Linked DNA regions of Xenopus laevis: region 2 is linked to region 1. Evidence: chromatin contacts called from public Hi-C data. All regions are on one chromosome and are shown on one strand. Each heading gives the region's core, a stretch centred on a gene start, on an enhancer-like site or on the middle of the called end of the contact. The rest is flanking DNA. Distances are from core to core; before and after follow the strand shown.

What was found. Hi-C and Micro-C count contacts between places; a contact is called where the count stands out from the background.
Region 2: a Hi-C map of the XTC cell line shows a contact between it and region 1, with 3 times the contacts expected there. The contact joins the promoter of cemip.L here to the enhancer-like site in region 1. A contact is called at or near these places in 2 of 4 Hi-C or Micro-C datasets (the XL177 cell line and the XTC cell line).

Annotation. Positions count from the first base shown.
Region 1 is chr3L:114,519,747-114,523,897 of Xenopus_laevis_v10.1, forward strand. It overlaps cemip.L (cell migration-inducing and hyaluronan-binding protein), which reads right to left. Exons shown (of 29, transcript XM_018253201.2): 29 at 3,299-4,151. Among protein-coding and RNA genes, the nearest start is that of mesd.L, 12 kb to the left of the region's middle. Within about 2 kb of position 1,770, at least 1 of the 7 cell types and tissues checked has an H3K27ac peak or open chromatin away from gene starts, as enhancers often do.
Region 2 is chr3L:114,603,647-114,607,586 of Xenopus_laevis_v10.1, forward strand. It overlaps cemip.L (cell migration-inducing and hyaluronan-binding protein), which reads right to left and starts at 1,938. Exons shown (of 29, transcript XM_018253201.2): 1 at 1,595-1,938. LOC108711451 (cell surface hyaluronidase) reads right to left here. Exons shown (of 25, transcript XM_018253197.2): 4 at 650-790.

The DNA.
Region 1 (4,151 bases), core at 520-3,019:
ATTGTTAGCTCTGTGGGGGAGTAACCATCTCCCTACTTGATGTGTGATAGCAGCTGTACTAGTATTATCAGCCCAAAAATGTGCTTCTTGAGCTTTATATAATTATAAGTATTAGGGCAATGGCATGTGAGTGTATAATTCACAGGTGTCTACTGCTGTGCCTTCGTATTATACAACAAACATGAGCCATGTCAATATTCATATGACTTCACTGGATCCCTGGATCTCAAATGATATAGATTTGTCCTAAATGTAAGGATCATAAAGAGGAAATTTTCCATTATACTGTATATCGTCATGTCCAGCTATCAAAATATTATGGAAACAGGTTGTGTTGTTTATAAAAGAAAAAAGATAGAACTACTCCCACAGTTTGCATTATTGGATCTCAAAGAATTTCTTCTTCTGGAAAACAATAACCTACCTTATGCATTTCAGAGTGAATTACTAGATTTTAGCTTTCTTTAGATGCCAGCTACTCGAAAATCAATTTACTTATATTGGATAAGGGGAAAAGCCGCTAAAGCTGCCCATAGATGTAAAGAATTTTAAAAGATCTTTTCGTTATCGTGAGACCACGATTATGTCGAAATGATCGTTTAAAGGTACGATGTGTCCATCAACTAAAAAGACCATTTCAGGTGATATTGCCAGTAAAACTGAAGGGTAGCTGCCTGCTTGGCCCTGCAAACATAGATACATTGCACTGGGACCAATAAAGATTTTTAACCCGGCCGATCAATTTCCTGACAGTTGTCGGACGAAAAATCGTAAGAAGTACGATCGTTCGATTCCCACTAACTTCACAATAATTTGACGGATTGGTCGGATTTCGCTAAAATCGGTCGTTTGGCAAGAAATATCTTTGCGTCTATGGGGACCTTAAGTTGGAGGACCTACTCTTATATCTACACAAGATATCCTTGCTTATCATATCAAATGTCATGCTTAGTGATGTCATGGGTTATAATCTGAGTTTAGTGATGTCATTCCTGTCACATGACTCAATGAAACTTGTGTATTATAATAAATAAAATACCCCCTGCTGCAAAATATGAGGATATTAGAAGTCACCTTGGAGTTCCATGACCTGTGTTTTTATACGGTCATGGAACTTATAATATCTTTATATTTTACAAAAGTGGGTCGTTTATTCACTATATAACCTCTGCCTACATGAGGCTATAAGATACAGGGTAGGTATTCAGTCTTTAAGAAAACAATTCAGACACAGATGGTCAAATTATTTAGAATTCCAGAAGATAACAAAAAACAGTTTATTCATAGGTTCATGGTAGGAGTGGTCTGAAGAAGATGTAACTACTATGTTGATATGTTGATACCTGTTCACAATACTTTTTTTATATTTATCATATTTGAATCCTGGTAAGAAAGTTATTGTGAGATGAGAAAAGAGATATTTGAAAAGAAACAGGTCAAAGGTTTTTCATAGCAAAGTTTGAATATAAAATGTTTATTTTTTTCCTTGAAAATATGCTTAAGTATCTTGTTATACATTCTGCTTGCTTAAGGTAAAATTGATGAAAAGAATTTGAAAAGAGCCATGTAAATTCCTTATCAACGGTGCTTGGTGATGTCATGCGTTATAATTGGTGCTTAGTTAGTTAGTCCCCTGTTGTAAATTATAAGGATATTGGGCTTACTTTGGAGTACAATGGCCTGTAGTGTCGGACTGGTCCAGCGGGACACTGGGAAAAAACCCAGCGGGCCCCAGTCTTCATGGGTCTCATTGACCCAGCTCCACTGCCCGGATTCAGGCCCAGCACCCAGACCATCCGATCTCCCTGATCATAGGTGGAAAGGGAGGTAAAATGTATGGGGACAAACAGAGGTGGGGAGCCAGGCGATTGAAGTCATGCTCGGTGTGCCCCAGTCGGACTCTAATGACCTGTATAAAAGGACTTGAAGCCTAAAGCCTTGTGCCTTCATAGGGGCATGGATCTCCTTGCTGACTAACAATATCTTACAACAGGGGGTACATTATTCTCTATATAAATATGGTAGAGGGAAGATCATGATCATAGCCTAGTAGTTCTATGAATCCATCGCTTCGGTTTTCCGTAGTTTCCTTGTGAAGCAACCCTGCAGCCAAATTACAGAAAGCAACGCTAGTCTTTTGTCACATGATTTGATAGGCAGTGAGTAAGGAGGAGACCAATAATAAAGAGAGGACATACTCCCAATAGATCCAGATGGTTGCCAGGCACAGCAAGTCTTCAGCAGACGAGTTGAAGTAGAAAATGTTATTTCTGCATCACTACATTTTATTAAGGGAAGTAGGTTGTGGGAATATATATACACTATGCCACTATCAATTTGAATAACCAGCATCAAAAAAATTTAATAAAATGATTTTGACCTGAAATAATATTTATTTGTACCCCATACATGGAAAAAAAATATTTTCTTTAAAGATTCAGTGCAGAATAATGATCTTTAATCTGTCTGATGTTTCAAATCTAGATGTAACTTGTTAGTAAAAACATATATATTCTAGAAATGGTGGCAAAGTGAACATTAATATGAAATTGCTTTTAGGGCACTTTATTTTTTGGGTGTAATTGGCTTTTTAAAGGAGAACTAAAGAAGTAGGTAGAGATGTTGTACATTGTTTTGTGCTTCTGTACCAGCCCAAGGCAACTAGATCTGTGTCTCCAAAGATGCCCCAGTAGCTCCCCATCTTCTTTTCTGCTGTTTCACTGCACATGCTCTGTGCTGCTGTCACTTACTGAGCTTAGGGACCCACTAACAATATACAGTACACATAGAATATAAATGTCACACTATAAGGCTGATTAGTAATTAATACAGATAATTTCTACATGGCAGCTCAGAAACCAGTGCAACTAGCATCAGAATTTAATAATCAGCCCTGTACCATCAGCTTATATGACAGGCCAACCTCATTTTCGGCTTGATAATTTGTGACAACCCCTAAGCTTAGCTTCTCAACAGCTGCTCTGAGCCCACTGAGCATGTGAGTGTCACAGACACTTTCCAAGATGGTGACCCCCTGTGACAAGTTTGAAGTCCTGGATCATTGCTGCTATTGACAAGCTGAAACTTTAGGCTGGTGCAATAAGCTCAGTTTATAAAATATGGAAATTTTAACCATATTAATTTTTAGGGTTTCGTTCTCCTTTACATGATATCAGCAATCCTTCTGACATGATTTTGCACTATTGTAAGTGACTAAATAAACACATATTCAGTATGATTTGTATTTATGACCCCTCTTATGTGATGATATAATGTAGATAAATGACAAATACCAGACTTGTTTTGAACCTTTATTTGGGAATTCCAAACAGACGACATCCTCTAGATAAGTCAAAATCAGCAAAACAGGCATTTTTTTTAAAAACAAAACATGGTTTTCCAATCTTGTTGATAACAGAAATACTGATTTACAAAGAAGATCTCTAAAAATAGCCATTTATTCAAAACCTTTTACATCTATGGGACAATGACACATCTAGTCCATTCCCAGGCCTTCTGATGAATAAATAAATACAAAATATATATATTTCTTTTCACGTGAAGAAGAAGTCTATAAGAAATATTGCTTACATACAAAACACTTTACAGAAACTTTTACATCTATTTCCGAAAAAGGACCAGCTATTTCGGTGCCTGGAAAACAAACGAACGAGAATACACAATTTCTGTACCAGAAATATCGCATCCTAGTCATTGAATCTAAGTGCGTAGCAGATAATCTGTTTATCCCATTGGCGAAGCTGGTTTGGGCAAGATATGTGTCCACGTCAACCTATAGCTACTCTAGAGTGCTGGAAAGGTGATTTTCTAATGCAGCAGAAACCACCAGATAGTGCAAAGCAAAACCACTGGAACACAGCATGCCTTACCTCCCTAACTCCTACTCTGATGTTATGTGGTAGCACTCATATTTTCATACACCCTCAACTAATAACTTGGAGTGTCTATAAGTCACAAGGTGGTGGTTTAATAGGTGACATATGTTGTTCTAAGGGGACCAATTTATCATGTGTTGGTCAGCTGAGCTACAGTCAGATACAGTATGTCTCCCCTATTAGCACTTGAGGCCTTTATACTATATAATAAGGTAACCACATAACCAGGCACTGGGACAAGTCTATGGACCAGTG
Region 2 (3,940 bases), core at 688-3,187, 84 kb after region 1:
AATGTTTTAACTGGTTATATTAGTTGAAAATATCTGGAACAGAAAGAATTCCTGTTTGTTTGTTTTTTTTAAATTTGATTGTTAACAAATACAGTCTCAGGTACATTGTTTCACATCAGATAATGCATATACAAGTGGGAAAAAAAAGCTTTACAGACTGTAAAAATAAGAACAGTGCTCTGGAATCCTTGGCTTGTTCTTCTGATAGCTGGACCTCTGTATGAAAACCACAACATTTTGGGGGATATCCTGGAGCAGCTTGTGAGGACTATACTATAGAAGGTTTTTAGATCATATGAAAAACTGGTGGCACTTCTAGAAAATCCAGAATGGGTGCACTGATTACATTTCATTTAAATGCATTCAGTGAAGCCCAGCCAGTGTCCCTGATTTGCCTAAAGGATCTGAAAACAGTAATACTATAGACATATCAGGACACGGTCATAGTAAACTAGCAATAATGAGCGGATCATTTTCATGGAAAAAGTCACACCTACAGTGTGACCATAACTGACCATATATATATATATATATATATATATATATATATACACACACATCATATATCAACATGTAGGTTGTCGGGGGGTACGGTGGTACAGTGGTTTAAGCTTTGAAAATGCCACCCACCCAAGAGAAAAATATTTACCTCCATTCTGAATGAGCAGTGAGTGGAAAGTGGCTGATGACTCCAATCGCAGGGCAACACCAAGACCGATAACAGCTGATCTCCTTCCATCATGTCCTGGGTGCCAAGGGATCAGATGTGGTTTCTTATCTGGGCAATTGTCTGTAAAACACATTAATTTGACATATTCTGCATGATGAGTCACAGACACGTGTATGAAGCCCACCTATTGCACACGCAAGGCTGAACAAACAAGCGAGATCCACCTAGAATACCCAGACAATATTGCCATTAACACCCAGACAGCTGTGCCAAGGGAAAGCAGACAGAATAGAGCAGCAGACAGATGCAGGCTTGGGAGTTTGCACAGAGAGATCAGCCAAGGATAGCAGGGTTTGTACAGATAATAATAACAACAACCCACCTGTTGCCTTCAGTTTCGGCAGCTTGTGTTTGCAGCTATTCCTTTTGGGCAAGAGACAATTATTCCAGGGATCGAGTACCAGGTGGAATAGACTGAACATAGGAGTGTTATTTGCAAGTAAATAGAACAAAAAAAATCATAACGCCAGGCTGGGGTGAAACAGCCAAAACCAACACCAGGAGCCAATGATTTGTCTGAAAAGCCTGCACCCGGCTGAATTTGCATCTGCCACATATAACCGGCACTTGGATTTCTGACTTGAAGGTAATGCACCTGCATATTCAGTAGCGCTGTACATACATGGAATGAACAAACTGACACATACAAACAGGAGCTATTGAAGGATCCTGCCCAAAGGGGCTCACACTCTAGTACAGTGAATGAGTCGTTACACCGGGGTCCCACCTGTAGCAGCCACAGTGACAGGCAAAGAAGCTGCTATTTGTTGCGATACCATAACATCATCATAATAATAATTAGACACTCGGGTACCTGCCAGCAGCCCGGCTCTGACCCTAATTCCCTCTGTGTGCCAGTCTCACCTGTGTGGGGTCGGCAGCTCCCAGAGAGCAAGGAGGAAAGTGAGTGGAGCTGTCACAAGCGGAGTCAGATGAGACACAAATCGCAATAAGCAGCTACCGATATCCCTGGCTGCACCGGCTGCTCGTCTTATCCCTGGTCCCCTGTCTGCTCTGGAGCTCGCAACTCTCTTATATATACACTGCCCGACCGCTCTCCTCCCTTTATCTCTCCCGCACCCTCCTTTCATATTTCACCCTGCCTCCCTACTCCTCCTCATGCTGCTGCTTTTTAATCTCCCCCTCCCTGTCATATTCCAACTCCCCCCACCCGCCCGTGTTTTATTCTTTCTGTGTCTCTCCTATGCCCCCTCCCTATCTCTCCGCACTCGCTTCCCTCTCCCGCCGGTAACCTCAGGCAGACAAGTCTTAGCCCCGCCTCCCGTGACGCACCACATGCTGCGCATACCATTATTAAAGGAATCCCAAGAACAGCCAGAGGTGTAGAGCGAGAAGCCGGCAGGGGGTGTCCCTTGCACGGACTTATAGGAACTTCTCTACTGGGAAAAATAGCTGAGAAGCTACAGGTAGTTGAACTATACGGACACAGGTTTGCACTGTTACACCTCAGACGTCCTGTAATCTGACAGCGATAGAGATGGACTGGCCTGTAATAACACAGATCGTAGGGCGCACTTGCCTAATGGCATCTTCAAATTCTATTCGCTGGTTGAAGTACAAAAAGCCCGATTTGGGGGATGACTTGCAACCTAGCTTTTCCTAATCGCGCGCTCTCTCTGTTGGCACGTGATCCCTGAAGGGACCTCTGAGGCAAGTCTGCGCGTGGTACAGGTGGCCGCATTGGCCATTCGCATACACAGCTTCACGTACAGCTTTCATAGCTCAGTGTTATTCCCAATAAAGAACACCCAGTCATGATCAAAAGCCACGAATATCAAACACAAGAGACCATATTGGGCTGCTCCATACAACATTAGTTAATTCTCATAACTGTACACACTAACAGGGCCAACATCTAGGGCTCCATAATACTAACTTAGCAGAGCACTCACCCAGGGGACCCCAGTTATTAACACATTGGTCACGTGGGCAGGGGGTGGAGACACACACCAGTCATGTTGTAGTATTCAAAAAACCCTGCCAATAAGTCACACAAACCCTGCTCACAGCATTTATGTACTCTTGCCATGTCAAAAACCCATATCTATCATCTATCAACAGTATATTCTAGTTTTTACGACTACAGAGATGAGCTGCGTCTAAACAAAAGCTAAACTATGTTACTGTTTCGGATCAACATGTAGCAGGCTCTTAATACACATTGATTCATAAGGGACAAACTTCAAGTACAGCATTTGTAAAATCTGCAGGTAACAATAAAGGGCCTGTTAGAATCTAGAGAAAAGCATCCCAGGCTTTCTGTGTTGCTGTTTAGGGCAATGTCACATATTCCCAGTGTCGGACTGAGACACCAAGAGCCCACCCAAAAACCTCAGACCAGGGGCCCACCAAAAAGCCTAGACCAGGCGCTCACTCTCAGTATTTTTCTTCCTCTCCTCACTCAACCTCTATTCTCCTAGTCTCTTTTCTTTACATACTATCATCTATTATTCCACCTAGTTAGCCTCTTTGTTCTCATAGAAAAAGGGAATGGCCATGAAATAGGCCAAATGTCAATAGTAGCATGAGGGCCGACTGATACTTGGGCCCACCAGGTGGGCCAGTTCAACACTGCATTTTCCCTATTTGCTAGCCTGCTGGTTTCCCTTTGCCCTAACTGGAAATAGTCGTGAGCCTATGGTATGAGTAATTATTATGGAAAATACTACAGTACGCCATTTTGGGTGATAGTTACCTGTGCTAGGTGACCCACGGCACTACACTTAATAAGTATGCTCTGATAGTACAAGGCTAATGACACACATTAGGGATCCTCCACCAATGGGGGAATGCTAGTTTCTGCCCAGTACTGCTTGTTTTACTTACAAAGCACAAGGAAGGATTTTGCCCCCAAACTTCTTAATTTTCATTTTTCAATCTGCACTGTGTTATTGGCAGTACGCATCATGAGAGCACTGGCTGGCATTTTCCCCAACATTTAAAGTCAATGCAAAGCAACCCATTTCAAGAAGCAGGTGTTTGTTTAGTACAATTAGTTGTGACAATTTTCTAAGGCCTATGGCACACAAGGCATAGTTTCTCCTGTGGTGCTTTTCAGGTCAAATGTAGGGTTTTTGGCCAAATCCCAATAGCAGAGACAGGCAGTTTTTCATTTAAATAAATGATAGGCCACATTGGTGCATTTGGGTGCGTTGGCAGCTTAAAATAGCGCCAATGGAATATTCACCC